2 separate regions of the Hordeum vulgare genome follow, and region 2 is linked to region 1. Evidence: chromatin contacts called from public Hi-C data. All regions are on one chromosome and are shown on one strand. Each heading gives the region's core, a stretch centred on a gene start, on an enhancer-like site or on the middle of the called end of the contact. The rest is flanking DNA. Distances are from core to core; before and after follow the strand shown.

The links. Hi-C and Micro-C count contacts between places; a contact is called where the count stands out from the background.
Region 2: a contact with region 1 is called in a Hi-C map of leaf, with 6 times the contacts expected there. The contact joins the promoter of LOC123410030 here to the promoter of LOC123432511 in region 1.

Annotation. Positions count from the first base shown.
Region 1 is chr1H:306,132,576-306,139,343 of MorexV3_pseudomolecules_assembly, reverse strand. LOC123432511 (CDT1-like protein a, chloroplastic) reads right to left here and starts at 3,290. Exons shown (of 8, transcript XM_045115397.1): 1 at 3,033-3,290; 2 at 1,526-1,878; 3 at 1,315-1,434; 4 at 1,004-1,232; 5 at 1-675. The coding sequence starts at 1,863. LOC123432537 (UPF0415 protein C7orf25 homolog) reads left to right here and starts at 3,401. Exons shown (of 3, transcript XM_045115398.1): 1 at 3,401-4,306; 2 at 4,633-4,799. The coding sequence starts at 3,401.
Region 2 is chr1H:306,414,160-306,420,927 of MorexV3_pseudomolecules_assembly, reverse strand. LOC123410030 (kiwellin-1-like) reads right to left here and starts at 2,792. Exons shown (of 1, transcript XM_045102908.1): 1 at 1,983-2,792. The coding sequence starts at 2,770. The coding sequence ends at 2,192.

The sequences.
Region 1 (6,768 bases), core at 2,041-4,540:
CAACAATAGGTCAGTAAAAGTAACTGTTTCTTCTGGGAAAAGGCATTTTCCAGTTGTAACCTCAGGTTCTGTGATAGAGGACACCCCATCCTTGTCAAGTTTTGATGTGTCAGCATCAGTGGCAGAAGGGCTTTCATTAAACTTTGATGGTGAGAACATTATTAGTGATCTGCGAGCTGAATTGTTAGATCGTGCTTCAGAGCCATGTCTACTTGAGGTTTCATGTTTCGCAACTGGAGTGGGCAATGGCCTTTTTGGTGTCTGCATTGCCGGCGTTTCGGCCATCGAAGGTGAATTTGAGATGCCTTGCTTTGGTGTACTGTTTTCACAGAAAGAGATCGAATGGCGGTTTGGAGTATCAGAAATATTGGTATTGAGTGGAACCGAGACATGCTTGTTAGAGCTTCTATCTGGACCTCCTGTATCATCAGCACCCAGGGAGGTCACTTCTACTGGATCAGAAAGTAGTCGAGTCTTCTCAGTAACTTTAGCAATACTCTTCTGGGACATGAGTTTTTGAAAAGATTGTGGGAAGTGAGAAGCATTTGAAAATCCATTTTCAGAGGAAAATTCAAGAACTCCATCAACAGAGTTGTCATTATGCAGTGCATCAAGATATAGCTCCTCCCTTGAATTAAAGGGTTCTGGTAATGTGGCCTCAGGAACATCTATACCCTGCATACATAAAAAATCCAACAAGAATGCTAAGATAATTATCATGACCATAAAAAAAGGGTTATTAGAGATGGAAAATAAGGAACTAGAGTTGAGAGGCATGGGGGGTGGGTGCTCCAACATGACATGTCATACAGCGAAAACTATTAAAGATGGAAAATAAGGAACTGTGTTCAGAGGTGCTTCAAGCAAGTTACAGGACATGTCATACAGCGAAACTATTAAAGATGGAAAATAAGGAACTGTGTTCAGAGGTGCTCCAAGCAAGTTACAGGACATGTCATACAGAAAAACAAAGGAAAACTAGCAGTTGAACTAAGTTTAGTACCTTATGATGAGATCCCAAGAAGCACAAAAGCTTTGAGCGAAAAGCCTCACAAATTGCCATCGCTGGAGACTCTTGAGGATTATTACATTCCACAACGTCGTTTAGAAGTGTAATTTCCATGTCAGCATACATGCATAGGCTTTTCTGATCATGCAAGAGTATCCTATTTATCTGGATTGCTTCTGGGAATAAATGCTTCATCTGGGCCAAATGAGAGTACAAGAACTTTCTGCAATGAATGAAAATCGTCATCAGACTCCAATATATGGATAATGATTTTACAGACATACATTTGTCATTGTCATTAATACCTCTTCGTTAGTACTTCCACCTGGGTTGCAATGTTCGTAAATGTAGGCATCTTCTTCCTCAGGCACAGCAACCTTATAGAACTCTCCATCCGGTTGAAAAGATTAAGCAAATTCTTGTGCCTGACATTGTTAGAAGAAAGAACGATGGACAATCAAGGCTAGGCAGCAAAAGGATACATGATACATGAGATGAAAAATGAAAAATGCTCACTTCTCAAGAAGTTCATTTGAAGCTGGAGATTGGCTGCCATCAGGCAAAGCAATGTCATTATCATCTTCATCGTCTGTTTCATCCTCATTTCCCAACAGCTTCTCAGCTAATCTGTCCTTGTACCTCTCCGAAAGTAAATTAGTTGCCAATGAGCTGACAACAATCTCCTCCCTTCCAGACTCAAGCTTCTCCAGAGTTGGTGATTCAATTTTGCTCCCAGAATCTTCCATATCAGGTTTCATCTTCTGAATGGTTGCAGGGCTAGTTGGATTACTATCATTAGGCATTTGATTAAGTCCTTTCTCAAGGTCAACTTGAACACTTTTCCCCTCAACCATTCTCAGCTCCAAGCACTACAATAATAAGCTAATCATGTGTCAGACATCTTTCTTACAGTAATGTGTTCGAAATCAAATAGGGCACAAATGGGGCTTGCATACAAGTACATCGGTAAGCTGCAGGCAAAAAGTACAGCCTGGCACTAAGAAAGCATAGCAAAATAGCCATATCAACCTCTTTAGTCATAGTATCTCCCAGGTTTACTAAATACTGGTCACATACCAATCTAGTCCTCATGGCTCCAAAACAAACCATCTTTTACAATCAAAAATACAGAATTGCAGATGCAAAGTCTCTGCTTGTGTAAATATATCTGAAATGTAAACTACCACCAAATTATGCTAGCCCCAACTGCAGCAAGGATGGGAGAGGAGGGACTTGGGGTTTGGTATAAGTTCTAACAGAAACTTCAGTTTTTTTTAATGAGCTTGGGTTTGGTTTTGCTGTCAGCTTAACAGGGAACTCTGAAGAAGAGAGGATATGAAAGAAGAGAGATGAGACTATGGAGTGACAGAGAACAGAGGCGGCGGCTGCGGAAAGAAATAAAAGGAGGGGAACCCTAAACTTCCCCTTCTGTGGTCTGTGGGGTGAGCCAAACCTTGCACGCATTTTGGCAAGTAGTTCTAGCCTGAGAGGTTCCAAACTCGTGGTTAACACCCACCAAATATGATAATTGCAGGTAGAAGTTCTATTGGTGCCAAATTTGGGGATGGTTTACGAAGTTAACCACAGGACAGAAAATCTGTGCATATCCACTACGAAATATCAGAGAAATACATCACCAGACGAACGACCAGAGCTGAATCAAGAGAAAATAATAATATCAACAACTACCTGTCGCTCCCCCAAAGTAAGATTCAAAAGTTAGACAGGGAAAATTAGCATAGCATTCCAATTTTAAAAGGAATCTGACAAATACCACAAACCCTAGGCGCTTCTCCACGGCTCGTCACAGCATAGCCTGACCAGTGGCCGGACGAATCACCCGCGCGACTCCGGCCACCACAAGGCATGGGCGCTCGGATGCAAAACACACCACCCCGCAGAACGCGAGAAACAGAAACGACGGGACACACGGAATCGACGAGACGAAGCACACATCGATAGTGGCGGCACCAAATCGGCATGTGCGAGACCAAGGAGAGGGTGTAGATCTAGAGAAACGTACCGGCGAACCGAGGTCCGGAAGCCCGTGCGGTCTCGGATCTGGCGAGGTACGGCAATTCGGGCGGGCTAGCTCGCCGTGGGAGCGGCCGGCGGCGGCGGGAGTTCGTCGTTTGGGGGTGGGAAATTGGAGAAGAGAAGGGGGAGGCGGCCGAAAGAGACCAAATGCCACGGTGCGGTTCAAAATGACCCGAGCCCAACGGTTACATTTCTGGCCTTCTTATACGCCAGAACGGACGCCTCTTTTGGGCCGGTCGGCAACTAGGTCCAAGGACTTCCCCGCAACTGGGCCGGCACACCTCGACCCACGCCTGGTTCTTCCCCACGAATCTGGCCGGCTCCTGCTTCATGGAGCAGAGCAGAGCGGCGACAATGGCCGAGCCTCCCGCCGCCGCCTGCCACACCGAGCTGGAGCTCGCGCGGGCGCAGTGCCGCGCGCTTCACGACCGCCTCGCCGCGTCGCCGTCCCTTCCGCGCCACCCCGCACTCCGCTCCCTCCTCCGCCTCGTCGCCGCCGAGCTGCGCTTCCTCGCCTCGTGTAACCACCCTGACCCCGCCAGGCCACTCTCCTCCAACCTGCCACACCTCGGGGCGCTCCACCTCCTCCTCACCCACCCCGCTGTGCGCTCGCCATCTCGCCTCTCGCCCCTCCCGGGCGTGGACTTTGCCTGCGCCTTCCGCTCCCGCCCCGCGTGGGTGCTCCTCTCCGCGCGCAACCCTTCGGGATTCCAGTGGGTCCCGTGCAAGGGCCTCAGCTCCCGCGTCGCGGCCGTGCTGGATGCCGCGCGCTCCGCTCCGCCAGCAACCCGCCCGGAGAAGCTGCTGCTCGCCTTCTCCCGTGGCGTCGGCGCGGACATCGTGTTGGGGCTCGCCGACGGGTTCGGGGCCGTCGAGGTCGACTTGCTAGCGGAATTTGTTGTCGATTCCGAGGACGACAAGGAGGAGGACGGCTGGGTTAGCGTCAGCTTCCGCCCCAATGAGGAGATGAGGGGCTTTAGGGCGTTCGAGATTGAAGTGGTGGATGGTGGCGGTGAAGTGTTGTTACCGCCACCGCACCGGGACGTGGAGGAGGGGATCGGTGACCAATTGGAGGGTTGGTTTGCTGACTTCTTAGGGAAGATGAGGATGAACTCCATGGAGATGGTGAATCTAGACACGACGGCCCTCATTGCGATAGTATCAGGTATCAGCAATGGTGGGGTGGGGAGGCTGATGGGTGCACCGGAGACGGAGACCAGGGCCAGGTTCAAGTGCAACTACAAGTTCGTCATGGATCAGGTGCTTTGGAAATATTTCATATTCAACCTACAAGAGTGTGTTCATAAATAATCTAGTTCATCTAGTTAATTGACTTCCAGGTTTCTAATGTTGTTTGATAAATCTTGACTGTAAATGTCGACAATATTTACATGTTGCCAAAGTTCTACAAAAAATGTTTATATAGTCCACAAAACATGATAAATCAAAATTCAGAAGAACATATTATCCATTACCATCAGTGAAACCTGTTTTCTAGAAAACAAAGTAGAGGACTATGTTGCCAACAAGAGCTGTAAATCTTGTGTCAAACTTAATGCCATGTATTGTACTCATACTTTTTGTAGGCGCAATCCGAGCTCCAATCTCCAATATTTGTTGAGCTGGGGAAAGCAGTGGACGGAAAGAAATGTATCATATGTGAAGCGGTTAACTCAGAGTTCAACGAAATTGTTTCAATGTGTGGCGGGCCAGAGGAGAAAACCAGAGCAAATCAATTACTGAAACAACTTATGTGAGTTTTCTTATACGACTTTGTTTCTATGAGTTACGCAAGCATAAAATATTTATGTTTCCTAATTCTAATGGACCTTTGATTCAAATGTATCATACCCTAGTTTTTAATGTTATCTGGTCAAGTTTATGTAATGACCTACACATTTGCGATCAGAGTGATCAGACAACACTGATGGCCCTTTATCTGTCTAGTATCAACTCTAGTTTTCTGTTTTGATTCCATAGCCTGTCTCGTTTTTGCAGCAGATTTCTTTCTATGAGTTAAGCAAGCATAGAACCTTTATACTTCGTAATTCTAATGGGCCTTTGATTCAAACGTATCAACTCTACTTTTCAACGTTATCTGGTCAAGTTTATGTAACGGCCTACATTTGCGATCAGAGTGATCAGATAACACTAATGGCCCTTTATCTGTCTAGTATCAACTCTAGTTTTCAGTTTTTATTCCATAGCCTGCCTTTGTATTCACAGCAAATTTACTCGGTAGTTTCTTTCTGCTTCTAATTTTCTAGTCATTTTTCCTTCTTATTTTAAAGGAAAAACTTGTAGTGCGGACTAAGAGAAAAAATTCAGAGAGAGATATTTGCCATCAGAGCATACAGAAAGTTTGATCTGAGCTCTAATTCACTAATTTGTTATCAACTTCCAGTTTCATGACAAATTCACTTTTAGTCTTTGGTCTATTACAATTACTTAGTCAACAACAACAACAAAGCCGTGTTCAAAAAAAAAAAAAAAACTTTGTCCCAAACAAGTTGGTCTAGGCTAGAATTGAAACCCGTAAGATCTCGAAACCAAGTCATGGACAAGCTTCTCTTCCATCGATACTACCCCAACTCTATCATGTACATCATCATTCCGGACCGGATCCTTTCTTGTGTGGCCATGTATCCATCTCAACATGCACATATGTGCTACATCTAACTGTTGGAGATGTCGCCTTTTAGTTGGCCAACATTTAGTGCCATGCAACATCACAAGTTGAATCGCAGTCCTGTAGAACCCGACTTTAAGCTTTTGTGGCACTCTCTTGTCACAGCAGAAGCTTGGCGCCACTTCATCCATCCAACTTTGATTTGATGGCTCAAGTCTGTTAGGAAAGCAACTTATCTATATTGAAGGCCCAAGGGGCATATATATATTACACATGACTTGAGGTGCAAGGAAAGTAAACATAGACTAATAAGGACTCCTAGACTAATACTAATAGACTAATAAGGACTCCTAGACTAATACTAATACTTCCTAACACCCCCCTCAAATGCAAAGCGTATGCAATAGCATTGCATTTGAAGAAGTGTAATACTAAAAATGATAATCCAAATCCGCGTCTTGAGAGTGTCGTCGTAGCATGAAGAGTCTTCAAAACTTGTCGAGTCGCCGAAGGAGAGAACGAAGAGATGGCACATCAGAGGTAGACACCGCATCACTTGAAAATACAAGATAAGTATAATTCTAAAAATGATAAGTATCAAGAGAAGATGGATTGTCAAAAGAAGATTGCACATCAAGAGGAAGACACCGAAGAGATGGCACATCAGAGGAAGACACCGCATCACTTGAAGATACAACATAAGTATCAAGAGAAGATGGGTTGTCAAAAGAAGATGGCACATCAAGAGAATAAAGCATTGCGCGGAAAATCATAGTCCACGACAACCGTCGGCGAAAGAAGCTCGGCGGATAAGGCACGATGGACGTAGATCGACAATGCAAAAGAAGTCCAGACAATCCTATAGAAAACAACAAGGGCAAGTAGGCCACAAAAGTTGCATAGAAAGGATCAGGACCGGAGAAAGGCTGACGGACTAAGGTATGGTGGACTCGCATGGCATGAGAAAACACAAAATATCAACGGATTTGGTGGACGCTGCGGAAAACAAAAAAAAAACTAGAAAACACACACTAGATTAGGGATGATGGCAGCGGAAGAGAAAAAAAAATAAGATCATGGTGGCGAAGGCCAA
Region 2 (6,768 bases), core at 1,543-4,042, 280 kb before region 1:
CCTTTCCATTAGAGTTTTTGGTGGTAAGGGTTTTGGAGGGCTCGGGGAAGGTTTTGTCTAGATAATCGTACATGCCCGTAGCTCGAATCTGTGATAGCACTTGTGCACGCCATAGGACGAAGTTGGTTCGGGTAAGCTTCTGAGAGACTTGGGTGTTTAGGCTAAAGTTGTGTGTGGAGGTGGAGGATGACGCCATGGAGGAAGCACACTAGTTGTGTTGGAAGAGAGGGGCTCTGTATACCATGTAAAATTGGTTGAAGCGTCTCAACCCTTCAAAGGAGAGCCCGCGGATTTATATTGATCCTCTCGATAGGATTAAAATGTTCGATTTGAGTAGAAACAAAAGAAGAGATAGAATCTCAAACTACTTTAATCTACAACAAACTCTATCTATATCTCTAGCTATCCTTGGCACACAAGCTAGGTTAAACCGGGAGAGGAAGAGGAGATCAACCGTGACTGTTGTCACATTATGTTACGGTCAATACAAAGTTCTATGGTGAACAAGGACTAGAGCAATGACACATAATTACATACCTACGCCCATGCACTACTTATATCACAAAATACGATATGTTTTTCTATTTCCTTTGTCTAGCTAAACTCGCTCATCTCATTGTTCTGTTCTGTTTAGTTCATTGAGGCCATCTTTTCCGATACAATCTGCACGAAAGAAACATTCCAATACTTAGAAACTCGTGTATCACAAAATTCAACGTGCTAACAATGTATAATTACCTTTGAGAATATTGTTGTCGTACTCACTTGTCGGACATTCAGATCATGCATTCAAGCTTCAATAAACATTTGATTCGAGCCACTCGTGGGCGTCGTTTTTCTTTTTGAAGGCGTTGCCATGACTCTCACCATGGCCTTCTTCGAGCTTTCGGGGAAACCCTGGGTTCGAATCTTCGGATCGGATGGTGACTACGCCACAACGTTGTTTCCCTTCTTGAAGACGCTATCTTGCTCGTTCATGGTGTCCCAGGTGTTGGCTCTGAAGATGTTCGATGTCGTGCTCATTCGTTCTGCCCTTGTAGTTCTAGGTTTGATCGATTGTTGTGTCTTTTCCTGTACGGGCCGAGCATCCCTCTCTTTCTACTCTCGGTTCCATGCTTATGTCTTCTTTGCATTGATGTTACGTATTATATCCTTTATTTATTTATTTTATCAATAAAGAGATAAACAAGTTTCATGTATTCGTGAAAAATAAAAGTTATCTGAAGCCCGCCCTTATACTGCTATTTTAGCTGTTTGCTTTCAAACAACATAGGAGTACCATATTGTCACGGTATCGTTTGTTCAGTGCCCTAAGGAGGCCAATAGTATTAGTTCGAACTCTAGTTTTGTTTGGGATGGCCATCCTTCCAGTATTTTTTGCTACCAGACATTGTGGAGGATGTAACCGTGATATGAGTTAATAAAGTGTGCCATATGACTTTCGCCTAAAAAAAGAGCGTACTACAACAGTCTAGCTGCATAGAGGACCCATTGTATTGCGAATCTCTTGCCTCTCAGTTGTAACACTATCAACGTGAAATGAAACCCCCTTCACCCAGTAAAAAAAATGGCGAAACTATCGAATTGTTGTACGGCTGGCCAAAATCTGAATGAACAGCAACAACATTATATATATCGATCTGCATAATTTAAGCCCTGTTTGGAACCATAATAGATTATAATAATCTGAATTATGAACATAGATTATATAATCTGGTTTATAAAAATAATCCAGGTGGGCATGTTTGGACGCCAGATTATATAAACTGTAAACCAGCTTTTAAATTGTACAATGACATGTTTGCCCTCAAATTACAAAGAAAAATAGGAAAGTAGCGGTGGCAATGCATAATTCTCTTGAAGTTTACAAGGATATCACGTCATTTGTAATCCATAATCTCATTTTAGCTGGGTAGAGGAGATTATGAGATTATAATAATCTGGTCATCTAGTTTATAAAATCTACAATATAAACTGTCCTATTTAAAAATACAATAGATTATAAAAACCAGATTATATAATCTGGATGGTTCCAACAGGGCCTTAAGCAGTTGCATGCATGCATGCGCATGCTTATTTATCCCGGCCTACTAATACGTGATGAAATTGAAATGCACGGACGACAGTGATACATAGCACTGATCCGAGTGCGCGTGCCGCGTTTGGTAGCTCGTGTACGGTGGTACCTAGGTCACGCGTCGGACCACGTGACCGGCACCACCCCATCGTCCGTGTCGAGCCCGAGCGCCTTCCACACCGCCGGCGACCCGTCGACGACGTTGTTCGCGCACGGGGGCTCGAAGTTGTGCTCCTCGTCGCAGCCGTGCTTCGAGTCGCACTCGTCCACCACCGTGGCCGTGGCGGACCTCCCGTTGGCGGCCCGGATCACGACGCGCTTCCCGCACCGCCCCCCACCGGAGAACCACCCCGTCGACAGCGCGACGACCAACTGGGAGTCTGGGTGGAACCTCTCGTCGCACTCGGACCTCCCTCCGCCGTCCCCGCCGTCGGCGAAGCTGTTGAGCGTGAGCGAGGCGCGGGTCCTCCCCGTGACGCGCGGGGAGCACGCGAAGGTTCTGTAGCGCCGCCCGTCTTCGCAGCACTCGGAGTCGTTCTCCGTGCTGCAGCTGCCGGACTCGCCGGCGATGGTGCCGCTTGGCTGGCATGTCTGGAGTAGAGCGCGGTGTGGGAAGCTGGTGGCCAGGGCTAGGGGAAGGGTCGTGAGCACGAGGAGGAGCGCGTAGGACACGGGACGAGTAGGAGTAGCCATGCTTGGTTCACTTTGTCCTAGTGCTGTGCTGCTGTGCGGCTGTGCTGTGTGTGGGCGCAAGCTTATATAGCCGCCCGCGGGCTAAGCGAGTAGGTTTTGATGGGTCCCTGCTAGCTGAACTCTCAGCCTGTCCATGCGCATGTACACACTTTCAGTCAAGAGGAAGGACACGGATTAGGAGTTACAGAGTTCTCGTGTGCTCTGCGTCCTGTGTATCTCTCTGAATTCTAAAATAAAAAAAATACTGGGAAAAGATAAAAAAAGTCATAAATTTTGGGATATCAAACATGGCCGACCATTGTATTGGCCCTGTTTGGATCCCACTCCTAGAGCTAGTTGGTGCTAGTTGGAGCTGAACTAACCCTTAAAATATCCAAACATCTGTGCTAGTTTGGATTAGATGAAAACTAACCCACAAAAAAACTATCCCTGAGAAGATGTGCTAATTGGAGCTAGTTGGGGTATACCAGTAAAAAAAAATCCCCATCCTCCCGCATCCACCGCTCTGGCCCCAGCCGGCCGCTACTCGTTCGCTCGCCCCAGCCGGCCGCTGCTCGCCGCGCTCGCGCCAGCCGACCGCGCTCGCCACCGCCTGACGACGCCGCCCCCGCCATCGCCTGCCGACGCCCCCACCAGCCCGCAACAGCCACCGCCGGCCACGCTCGCCCCGCCTGTCACTGTCGGCCCCGTCGCGTGCCACCGCCTGCCGTCGCGCTCGCCACCGCCTGACGACGCCGCCCCCGCCATCGCCTGCCGATGCCCCCACCAGCCCGCGACAGCCACCGCCGGCCACGCTCGCCCCGCCTGTCACTGTCGGCCCCGTCGCGTGCCACCGCCTGCCGCCGCGCTCGCCACCGCCTGCCGACGCCGCCCCGCCACCGCCTACCGACGCCGCCCCGGCCACCGCCTGCCGACGCCGCCCCGGCCACCGCCTGCCGACGTCGCCCCCGTAACCGCCTGCCGACGCCCCCACCAGCCCGCGACAGCCACCGCCGGCCACGCTCGCCCCGCCTGTCACTGCCGGTCCCGTCGCGTGCCACCGCCGGCCCCGGTCCCCGGTCCCGCCTCCCACCGCCGGCCCTGTCCCGCCTCCCACTCTGCGATGGACGGAGACAGCTTCGACGCTTGTCGTGCCATGGCGACCGCATCGGTAGGCAGGGACGGAGATGGGAACCGGAAGAGGAGGAAGCAGCAGGGTGGCTTCAAGACCATGCCGTTCATACTAGGTGAGCAGAGCACGTACCAGCGGTTTTACTTGCATCAGCATTTGGCATCTGCAGATTCACTCGGGATAATCCGAGGAAACAAGCGAGCATTGTAGCCTCGTTCAGTTCGATTTGGGCCGCATCCAGGCGAAGATTACGAGCTACATGTGACCTTTGTATGATTTATTTTTTCTGTATGCAAAGACCTACGCTTCTCTCTCTGTGTGTGTCTTTGAAAATCTGGATCGATTTTTGTTAAGCCTGATTGATGACTTTTATGTTTAAGTGGAGTGTAGTTTTATTTTGTTAAGCCTGATTGATGACTTGTATGTTTAAGTGGGACGTCTTATTTGTATGGACAAAATAAAATTTATCATATTTTGGATATTTGATTTGCAAAGATGATTTTAATATCATTTGTGAGAGGAAGGAGGCCACACAAAAGCCGGCCACAACAGATCCTGGTTAAAAGAGTTAAAAGATTAAAAAAGTATATTTGTTGTCAAACTAACTCTATCATCCAAACACCACCAAAGGCTAGAGCTAGTTCAGAGTTAGTCCAGAGTTAGAAACTAACTATAACCTCTAGCGAGGCTAGTGTATCCAAACATGGCCATTCTTGCATGAAGTCTCGTACAGAAATGACATCCCTGGTATTCTCAGCAAAATGGAAGAAATTTTGATTATATAAAAAAAACGGTTTGAATGGACCGGTCGGACTGTATTTTCTTCACTAAAAATAGTACTGCATGATATTGTTTCTTCGACAAATATGGTACGCAAGTAGAATGAACGCCCAGATTTGAAGATGGATTCCCTAGACTGTTTGTATGATCCAGTCCAAATTTTTTTTTGAGCCGAGTATAACACCCCTTTTCATTACTTCGAACGGAAATACAGCAGTACCACAAAGTTGCCAATAGAAAAAAAGAAAAGAGTACTGGGTACGACAGCAAGCTCTCGCAGACTGCCAGCTTTCATCTATGGAACAGTCGCTCGTCATCGAACCGAGTGCCATAGTATAAAAGTCAACAATCAAACAGAGCAGACAAAGTATTTTCTAACACAGCATAACCACGCGCACAAGTCTTAACCACACATAAGGACTAACATCTAGCTGGATATCTCCCACAGATCATCAAAGAACAGCGCGTTCATCCTCCTGCGATCCCGTGCCTCGCTGCCTCACAGAGCTTCATTAACTGCATGGTATTAGTCCTCACCAACTCCGCACCAGAACGAAGCTCTCCTGCATCATTCTCCTGCTGCAAGCCTGCCCAATATAGAAGGAACGAACACATTGAAAATATAATCTCAAAGGGAGTTTTGATCAATTTATTTTCAAAAATAGCCCTGTTCCTAGCCAACCAAAGAGCCCAGCATACAGCCGCAAGCCCCACCGTGTAATATTTTCCACCAGCAGGCAAGAAAGCATTACACCAGGAATAGTATTGCCAGTAAGAATTGGGGCAACTGTCAGTCCCCAAGGTGACCCCAACCGATCTTCACACAACCCTAGCAACAGGGCATGTAAAGAAAAGGTGTTGCGAAGTTTCCTTTTGACGACAGAAAGAACAACTAGGATTCCCAGGCCAATTTTTCCTTTTCATCACATCTCTAGTCAACACCGCATCTTGAGACATGTGCCACATAAAAAATTTAATCTTCAAAGGCAATTTCGCTTTCCAAATCCATCTATAATGACACCCATGTAGTGGTTTCTCTAACCACTTATACATGGTCTTAGTGCTGAACTTCCCATTCTCAGTCAGACCCCAGGATATTTTGTCACCAACCCTGGTCAGCACAATCCGAGAGATAATTCTATGCATCTCTCTCCATTGATCTCTAAGTTCAGGGTTTAACCTTCTCCTGAAAAAGGAGTAATCGTCAACCTGGCATAACCTATCCACCGTACACTCTGGATCATTGCAAATATCAAAAAGCATAGGGAATTGATCTTTGAAAGGAAGAAGCCCCACAACAGAGTCATGCCAAATCCTGGCAATATTCCCAGATTCAATATTAACTTTTCTCCCTGCCAAGTAAAACTCTTTGACCTTAAGAATAGATTTCCAACAGGGTGAGTCAGAGAATCTGGGCTTAACAGTTGCCACATTTTTGTTTCTGAGATATCTAGCTTTGATAATATCTTGCCAGACACCCTTCTTCGTCTCCAACTTCCACCACCACTTCACCACCAAGCTAATATTTTGATTACGAAGGTCTTTAACTCCTAGCCCCCCTTTCTGCTTGGATCTACATACCCTACGCCATTTAACCATATGATATCTCCTCTCTTTATTGTTGCCTTGCCAGAAAAACCTACGTCTGTGTTTATCCAGCTTTTCTATGAATGAATTATTCATAAGCCACATAGACATGTGATAAATGGAGATCTGGGTGATAACAGAATCCATGAGAGTCAGTCTACCCCCCATGGAAGCAGCATTGCCAATCCAGGCCTCAAACCACTTCATATATTTTTCCACAATAAAGTCCCAATCAGAGTTCTTCAATGCGGTATAACTAACAGGCATCCCAAGGTACTTGATAGGGAACTTACCAATATCACAATTAAACAGATCAGTATAGGTTTTAACCACATTGTCATCCCCTCCAACAGTAAAAATCTCGCTTTTTCTGATAATTGACCTTAAGGCCAGGCATCATCTCGAAAATATAAAGCAGCAACTTCAGGTTGACTGCTTTATCTACATCATGCTCAATACAAATAATTGTATCATCAGCGTATTGCAGCACAGCAATACCATCAGGAATAAGATCTGCCGC